Regions from separate parts of the Drosophila melanogaster genome. Here region 2 is linked to region 1. Evidence: chromatin contacts called from public Hi-C data. All regions are on one chromosome and are shown on one strand. The core of a region is the stretch at or near the end of the contact, and the rest is flanking DNA. Distances in the headings are between cores, read along the strand shown.

Evidence for each region. A called contact is a pair of places that touch in the nucleus more often than the background predicts.
Region 2: a Hi-C map of the OSC cell line shows a contact between it and region 1, with 3 times the contacts expected there. A contact is called at or near these places in 2 of 107 Hi-C or Micro-C datasets (the ML-DmBG3-c2 cell line and the OSC cell line) and 1 of 7 datasets of targeted methods (the Kc167 cell line).

The regions. Positions count from the first base shown.
Region 1 is chr3L:14,068,844-14,073,310 of dm6, forward strand. Pex1 (Peroxin 1) reads left to right here and starts at 3,049. Exons shown (of 9, transcript NM_143759.3): 1 at 3,049-3,217; 2 at 3,292-3,418; 3 at 3,539-3,642; 4 at 3,916-4,030; 5 at 4,089-4,467. The coding sequence starts at 3,125. It overlaps Frl (Formin-like), which reads left to right. Exons shown (of 9, transcript NM_001144476.3): 8 at 1-84; 9 at 1,049-2,740. The coding sequence ends at 1,291.
Region 2 is chr3L:14,400,269-14,405,206 of dm6, forward strand. It overlaps CG3868, which reads right to left and starts at 2,457. Exons shown (of 3, transcript NM_140445.3): 1 at 2,301-2,457; 2 at 993-1,820; 3 at 501-696. The coding sequence starts at 2,430. The coding sequence ends at 605. stwl (stonewall) reads right to left here. Exons shown (of 2, transcript NM_001274910.1): 2 at 2,662-4,938. The coding sequence ends at 3,604.

The sequences.
Region 1 (4,467 bases), core at 1,799-4,298:
GAAAAGGCCGCTGCGCTGGCCGCTTCCAAGAAAGAGAACGATCAGGTGCTTATGCGCAACAAGGTTAACCAGAAGAAGCAACAGGTAAGTGGAGGACATTGACCACGAAGAGCTAGCTCCATCGAAGGGTGGCCAAGTCCCTCTAATCGGTTCCATATGTCTAATCTCTATATGCACGTATCGTTTCAAACCTGATAACCTGTTATGATTTGTTTTGATCTCGTTTGATTTGATTCATGCAGCAAATACATTGTCTGCTCGACTTTGCCAATCAGCAACAGAAGCAGCTTGCCCAATCGTAGCATCCACCCACCGGCCACTTCCTCAATCTAAGCACGTTAACTTGGTTATTTGGTTGACTCACACAAATCACATCACACTCTGTCTAATACCCAACTGGGGACGGGAATTCGAGGGGGACTTGGTCTGAGTTCGTGCCCCAAATCCCCGCTAATCCATCACAAAACAAAAAAAGAAATCAAAATCCTTGTTTGTTGCTCGTTGTGGGCCCCAATGTGACGGGATTTGTTTTGTATAAAGTTCCCACATTAGCGTAAGTCGCCCGGCTTGTCTACCTCCTAACCTTGTATTTGTTCAGACTAATCCTGCACTATTGTGTTTTCTAATCCCCGCAAAATTCCTCGTCAAATCCAGTCTACTTCGACCATTTGATTTAAATGTTGGATTCGTGCCAAGACTGCGCGATGCCAAATTTATTTATTTTGGAAATTATTTCAAATCTTTTGAAATATGAAAATTTAGAAATGTTGATAAAAAGGGAAATAAAATAGATAAATATTGAAGTTATACAATTTAACATTTGCCATATAATAACAGAATAAATTACTTTTAGATTCTTATAAAATTTGGAAAATCCCCGATAAAAAAAAATTGGCACTACAAAATATTAATAACCTCTTAGTAATAATATTTCGTTCTTTGGTGATGGTTTACCTTAACTAATGCTTACCTGTTTCTTTTTCTTTAATCCCAATCCGGTTTGGCCTCGCTTGCTCCAAAAAAAAAAAACCAAACGAAATGCAAACAGTTGCCCTCAAACGGCGCATTATCCTTGCAGGAAGCTGTCATAAACGAGCTGAAGAGCAAGGCGCACTCGGTGCGCGAGAAAAAGCTGCTGCAGCAGGACGAGGTGTACAACGGAGCCCTGGAGGACATCCTGCTCGGCCTGAAGAGCGAGCCGTACAGGCGGGCGGATGCTGTGCGGCGGTCGCAGCGCCGGAGGATCGACAATAATCGTTTATCGCGCACCCTGGAGGAAATGGATTGTTAGGACGGAAAACGAGATAGAGATCGACGCAATGACGACGACGGGGCAATGGCAACGAATCGAAAATCAAAATTCACACTGAAACCGAAACAAAAAGAGAACATTACAGATACTGCAATATGTGATTAGGCGATTAAATTGTTTTCGAGACACTCTTACACATACACAAATTCACATTCCCTTTTATGCAAATCCTTATATTTTCGAATATTTTTCAATATATTTTTAAGTAAAGTCCAACATAACCGTATACTGGAGTCTCAATTCCGAACGGAACTTTTATAGCACAAGCACAACATCCATTCTGTGAATCTCGCCTACAATTTTGAGAAACATTTATATCGCCAAAATTTTGTTTTAAAAACCGCATTTTAATTTGATTGCTTAAGATCTTAAGCTTAAGCTTAGATCTTAAGTTGAACTTGAAAATTCGAATGGTGTATTTATCAAATCTTTTGTTGTTAAATAATGATTTAACTCTTACCCTGTGTACATACATATACTTACATATATATCAAATTATATATGTGCTATTTAATTATATTTTTTAAACTTACGTTTTAACCAAATACGAAATACTTGCTGCATCCATCCGAGATGGCAAATCCGCATGAATATAGAGAGCCTACATATGTAATTCCGAATTTTAATTAATTTTATGAAATTAGTAAGTCAAATAAGCATTGAATTGTATGAGAAGAGAGTAAAACGCATTAAACTTTTGTATATTTTTCTATTTAATCGAATATTTATGTTGTTATTTTTTCACTCCGCACACAGCCAGCTACGAAAGTCCAAACGAACGCCAAAATATTGCATGCCAGAAGAAATGATTTTTAGAATATTTTACACTAAATGAACCACACATTTTATAAAATTTTATTCAAATTTTTATACAAAGGATATATTAAACAATATTAAAATATATTCCATTTATATGCCAATTTATTCTCACGAACAACAACAAATTGAAGAAGACTGATATAAAGCAGTTTACTATAAAGCAGCAGAACATTACACGCAAATTAAACTGAAAAGCTTTTGTAATCTCTTTTGGATAGTGTCTTCTCGCGATATTTAGATACTTAGATATATATTTAAAAAATGCAATAACGAATTTAGTTGAACTATAAGCACAGTTTTATTGTATTTAAATATTTACAAGTGCCATCGGCATCCTTATGCATACATATCCTTTCAATATCTTTTTCTGTTTAATTTGCAAAAATAAGGAAAAAGCGCAAGAGGAGATAAGTTCGCAACGTTTTAATGCAAACATACACGATTAGCACGCTCTGCATTGTTAGTTTTTAAATATTGTGTTATTTAATTTGATAAGACGCCAGCATGGTATACGAGGAGCGAAAGTGAAGGGAAATCGATATATTAAATATAAAATGCCGGATCTTTTGTACACATTTACATGACTATATTGAACACTCGAACTATTTTAAATAAAATATTATTAACCCAATAAACTAGCCAAAAACTAAAGTGTGTTTCCTTTTTTGAACGTAACTGATTCATTGCAAGTTTTAACTATTACAATTTCCTTTTAAATATAGAATAACATTTACTACGAGCTGTAATATTTATTTTATGTCTGTTCTCACGTAAATTTGAAAAACGGTTATGGCAGCGGTCACTGCTGGGAACAGTTGAAAAGGGCCATCTCTAATCAGCTGTCTCACCTGTTGCGCAAGTATCGGCTCAGCTGATGCGCGAGCTCCCATCTCTAATAAAGCAAAAGTAAATTCCGCTGAGAGCAGAAGTTTAGTGCGAAAATGATTTAAACCAGGAAGGAGCGTACTAAATTCACACACGCCCACAACGAGAATGTTCAAACGCACTTTTAAGGTGGTCTATCGGCCCATCAGGAGCAACTTTGTTCTGCTGCCGGATCAGTACTACGGCGTCGTTTCGACCTATGTAAGTGTCTAAAGGTCTTCGCTCCATTCAGATTAGATACGCCAAAGATTAATCCGGTGAACCATTCTGATTAGGACACGGGCTGCCTGAGCTTGCAGTACAATGGTCGGACGCATTACGCCTCCTGGGCGCCACAAAAGGGCGGCGGCGGCATTAAAGACACCGAGATTGGGATCAATGCCAGAGCGGCCAAGGAGATCGGTAAGCCATTACTTAACGGCCGGATGTGCATCGGTTGCCAATGTGCCGTAATATTGGACTCCGGCCATCTGCCCCGTACCTCGTACGCTAGCAGCACCCACTTACCCTTTCTTGCCGTAGGTCTGCACGAGAATGATCTGGTCAAGTGTGCGCTCATCGCTGACGTTCTCAACCTGCGCAGCGTCCACGTTACCCCCGTCTCGTCCAAGGACTGGGAGATCATAGTGAGTGACGGTTTCGCCTGCTTGGCGGCGTGGCCAGCAATCAGCGGTCAGCTTAAAAATAGACAAGTCCGTTTATATCGGATTAGCATTTGGCGCGGGCGTGCGCTTGGTCTTTATTTATACTGCCATTGCTTGGCCGGCATTGCCATTGACCCGCTGAATTGATTGGATTAAATTAACCAATTAATTAACCTTTAATCAGATTTCCCCTTTCTGTAAGGGGCTTAATTCATATACTTGCTTTTATTAATATGAAAACACACGTTTTTGCAGGAACTTAGCACTGAAAAGATATCGGGCAGTGTGCTGGAACAAACTCGCATAGTGAATTCAACGCAGATCCTTATTGTTTGGATTAATAAGTCGATGCAAGTTGCGCTGACAGTGGGTAAATATATGCCATCAACGAAATGTCGTTTGTATTAATTTGGAAACCATTTTGTTAGATCGTCTGAAGCCGCACATGAACTACGGGAGAATAGATCACAATACGGAACTCGTGGTGGCGCCCAATCTGTACAAGGGTCTGACCAATGGAACTTCAAATGGTGTTATAGAGGAAAACACAAAACTCTCCAGAAGTAAAACCACTGCCCAGGTCAAGGATGAGCTGACTGAAAAGTTAACACCGTTGACCCATTCCTCCACGGTGTCCAATGTGAAAAATACTATTCAGCGTAACAAGCGTCAGGATCACATGGAGCGTCTTAAAAAGGACTTGCGCCGCGAAAGCTCGCGTAGCTTCGAATTTCGTGTCATTCGAGGTCTATGGCGGGAGCAGGCCCAGGAGTCGGATGTGTTTGTGAACGGAAAGCATCTGCCTGA
Region 2 (4,938 bases), core at 1,207-3,706, 330 kb after region 1:
CAGCTATCCCGACCGAGAAAAAAAACTAATTTTATTTGTTAGTTGGGAGGTTAGACCAGGGCCAAAACTAATCAGCCTTTTCTTGGCCAACATGCAAAGCCTGAACTTGGATTATGTCCGGCCCATTTGTGTCTTCCCTTCCAAGCTTAGGCATCTGTATACAAATAAAATTTCTTCAGTAAAATAAATAGGAGAAATCTGTTCAGATGGCACAAATGGAGTTAGTAGGGAGTATTCAGTTTAATCAAAATGGTAAAAATGGACCATCCATAAATAAATCTTAAAGCCAGAATAACCACTTATTCTGGTAAAATACCCATTTCTAAAAATGTTATAGTGAGCATCACCAATTTCAAAATTCCTAATCGCTGACGTCCAACTTGGTTTCAATCTGAACAAGACAACGAGCGATAGGAAATTTATACTAAATCAACCCAGTCAGATAACTCCAATCAATTGCTGATAGTAAATGAAAACCAAAATAAAACCAGCTGCTTATTGCTTTTTTAAAAATTAATTAAAAATCGTATAAAGACTTAAGAATACAATAGCACACAACCAGTTAGATTTGAATAATTTTGCGTTTTAATCGGGGCAGAGTTATTTAGTGGATCGTGGCCAAAAGGGCAGCAAGAGTCATCTTGGGATCAAACTTGGCATCGCCAGCCACAGAGATATCGGGCAGCTGATTGGCAGCTATAAGAAAGAATTTTGAAATTGAATTTAAATTTAAATACCAAAGTTAATCTTATGAATACTTAAGCAATATTATGTACGATATATATATCGTACAATATCTTGCTCTCAAAAATATTTATCCTTATCAATGTTATGAGCAGAAATTTAATATTACCAGAAGTCATGACAAAAAATTGCACATAATATATTTTTAAGGAGTAACTTTCTAGGTTATTTCTTTTTTAAATAAATTTTTTCGCCAAATTGAAGTTTATTTAAAATGGGTAATACTTTTTTAAAACAATATTACTTACCCTTATCCTCAGCATCGGAAGCCACGGACACATCGGGAACCAGATCAGCATTAGCTTGGGAAATCGGCTCTACGGGATTGGCTCCGGAAACCTTGGTCAACTGGGGCAGGGCCTTGAGACCGGCAACAGTCTGCTTGGGGGTCACGTCGGCGTCTGAAGCAACGGACATGTCGGGAATAAGACCGTCATCGGCATGGGTCATGATCTCCACTGGCTTGCCTCCAGAGACCTTGGTCATTTTGGGCAGGGTCTTGAGGCTAGCTGCAACCTTCCTTGGGGTATCATCAGCATCGGAGGCAACGGACATGTCGGGAATTTGATCGGCGTCGGCATGGGTCTTAATCTCCACTGGCTCGCCACCAGAGACCTTGGTCATTTTTGGGAGAGCTTTGTCACCGGAAACAGCCTGCTTGGGGGTGTCAGCACCATCGGTGGCCACGGACATATCGGGAATCAGATCGGCATCCATCTTAGCAATGGCACCGGCAATTCTGTCTAGCAGGGGCTTCTTTAGACCAAAGGAAGCGCGCTTGGGAGTTTCATCAGCATCGGAAGCCACGGAAATGTCGGGGATTAAGCCGGCGTCAGCCTGGACAGACATATCGGGGATCTTAGCGATCATGGGAGCGGCGATCTTGGCGATCGGAGCGACCTTTAACTCTGCGGAGCGCCTCCTGGGGGTCTCATCGGCGTCAGTGGCCACCGACATATCCGGCAGCACACCCGCATCCGACTGAACGGACATGTCGGGTACGGCGACAGCGTCGGCCAACACGGACATATCCGGAATCATGTTCTGGAATAGGATCTGCATCTTCTGGACGATGGCTAAGCGGATACAACAAAAAATAATTTTTGTAATTGGATTACTTACTGTTCATTTTGCAACTAGATAGAACGACTATCAGATACCCTTTACTCAAACAGGAAGAATTCAAAACACTTTGTGGCATTTCGATAGAATGGGCAAGACCGAGTAGAGTTGGCAGGGAAATTTTAGTAAATAAACTCAGTCCGAGATTCATAAGTCAGACACACGGACGGACGGTCAGACGGACATGTTCATACTTCTATACTTTTTAGCGATTATAATGATTTACGAGTAGCTTTCGAATTTAGTTGATTACCTTGTCTAGACAGCTGGTGATTAGTCTTGATATGTTAAAAATTTCAAATTTCCAAAGACACCTTGTTTTTGTTTTTAATAAGAAATGCGTATGTATTTCTGTGCAAGTCGTTCTATCCAAATGCTAAGCGTAATCCATCCAGCGAATTGTACCATCTGGTATAACTAATACTGTCTCTTACCTTCCATCTGGGGGAGATTATGGGTAGAATGGATCTCGTAGGCCACAAAGTGCCTAGTAGGTGTGCGTGGCACGATTCCACCGCTTACCAGCGGAAGGATGAGGAGGGCACAAATGGCAAAGAGTTTCATGGTGATGTCTCGAATTCGACTGAACCTCGCGGCCACTTGAAGAGAGGTTATATAGCTGCCTTATCTGGGCACTGACTCCCTTATTTACGGCCCATTCGCGGTAGACCTCTCCAGATTAGATTCCCAGCCAAATGTGCAAAAAGAACAGCATATTGAATGGTACTGGTACCTTGTAAATCTTTACCGGTGGTTCACCCAAAACGGGAAGTATTTCAATAACGTTGGAATTACGTTTGATCAAATTTGCAAATTTATTTTTTTATTCTATTTATAAATACAAGAAGGTTTTATGTTATTACTGAATTGTTATGTTTAGGCTTTTCTTAGCTGCGTCAGCGTTTTCATATCTAATCTTCTGTTATCGATGATGTGTTACTTCGTAGTTAGGTCCACGTATATATCCTGATAGTGGTAATTGCATCAGTTTGTGTGCTTTGGAACTGTTAATTCCACCGACTCACTGATGTATTGATAAAAACAATTTAATATTATTGATCAGTATCTAAATACTCTGAAGCTTTGGAAATACTCCAGAATCGGTACCCGAACCAAAGATATTGTCATAATTATTAGAATTAATTAATTTTCATAATTTTACTTATGTCTCTGCTAGAACAACGTCTGGAGCACCCACCCTCCAGTTTGGTTCACCAACCAAACTAATTTTCAAATTTTCGTGATGGTTGTTTCGCATAAATGTACTGCAATATATTTCACTACCTAACCAAAGACATTAGAATAATATTCTAGTGACTTTGACCTAACTATGTATAGAAATATATTTCCATAAAAACATATTTAAATATTTTTTCAGTTGTCCTTTTTGTTTAACTTATAAGGGCAATTTTTATTCGATATATATAACTAGAAAATGTGAAATAAAGTTAAGATTCGATTTCTCATTAATCATTTTTCTTGTGCAAATTTTGAACAAAACTGTCGGTTTTCTATCGTCTAAAAAATTATGAACAAAATAGAAAAAGTTAAAAACTTTTTCCAAAAAAAAAAAATTCGAAATTCTTAAAATTATAGGGAACTATAAAAAATGTTTAACGCAACATTATAAGTGCATTAGATAGCTTAACAATTTTTCAACGTGTTATTTACGATTTAATGAATCTGTCTTAATTCTTTACTCTTTAATCAATACTCGGAAATTTCTTTGGCCTGGTCTTAAACACCGAGTATGTCATTGTGATCCTCCGCGGGATCCACTGGCTCTCGCTTAAGGTTGTCCAGCGAAAAATCATCCGCAGCAATAGTGGCTGCTGTCTCCGAGGATTCAATTTTATTTCTCTGCACCGTCTGACTGGCCTGCTGAAGAAGGTCCTGAAAGGAGGTTTTGGTATTAGCCACCACCAAGCTGCGCTTCAGCGCCGAGGTAGGCGAACTTTCTTCGCCGTTTACAGAGGCCGTTGCAGCGGGCTTGGGCTGGGCAAAGTCATTGAAGGCAGATCCTTGCACACTGGCAATCTGCGGAGTTTTCTGAAGCAGGGAGGCACCGCCAGTGGGTGAGATTTGCTTTTGGTAAGCAGGAACGCAGCCCACAGACTTCCTCACTAGTAAACTGCTGCCTTGCGATGCAGTGGTCATTTGACTAGCACCTACGGCAGAATACCGAGGGCGTTGGGTAGGTGGCACCATTCCATGCCCAGCTGCTATCAATCGCCGCTTAAGCATAGACGCTTCCATAGCGCTAGCATTGGAGTTTATGGTGCTGCCATTGGCGGAACCTTGGCTAGCGTTTTGGGCATTGGGTGGATTGCTGCTACCGCACACGGAATACCTCCTGGACATGGCGCGGATATTCTCGGAGGCAGCTCCCTTGGCCGTCGTCGGTCCATTGCCTTGTCCAAAGAAACTGTTGATCAATGAACCCTGCGGCCTTATAGCAGCCACTACAGCAGCTCCTTTGGGACTGCCTGTTGGGGCGTGGTTGGCCACCTTGACCACACTATGGTTACTGTCAACACTATCCTTGCGCAAAATTTCCTGAGTGGCACTCAAGTTGCCATTCGGTTTACCACCCATAGCCGCTAACCTGAACAACCTCTTATCTAGTCCACCCGCCGGGCTGGTGGGGGCGATCTCTTGTCCAGTGCCTGGCTTGTATACCCTCTGAATGACTTGGCGTGTCATATTTGTTCGGGGTCCTCGCTGTACCTCAGGAGCAATTCCACTGCGGGAAGCTGTAGCTATAGCTGTAGCTTCTCCTGGCGGTCTAATTAGGGTAACCTTAGCCGCGCTCACCATGCTGACTAGCTCCCTGACCAATCGAAGTTCCGGATCTGTAATGTGCTCAAATCCTGAAGGAGTGTTTATATTAAAATGCTGCAGTTCTTTAGACGTTGGGAAATCGGTAGCATCATCAAAGGTTTCCATCAGCGCTTGGAATACTTTCTTCTTAAAGTGCATCTTCTGACGGGGGTTCATTTCCTGCATCTGGGGCTTGATCATTTCGAGAAAGTAATTATCGGAGAAAGGATTCTGGACTCCGGTTTGAGTGCC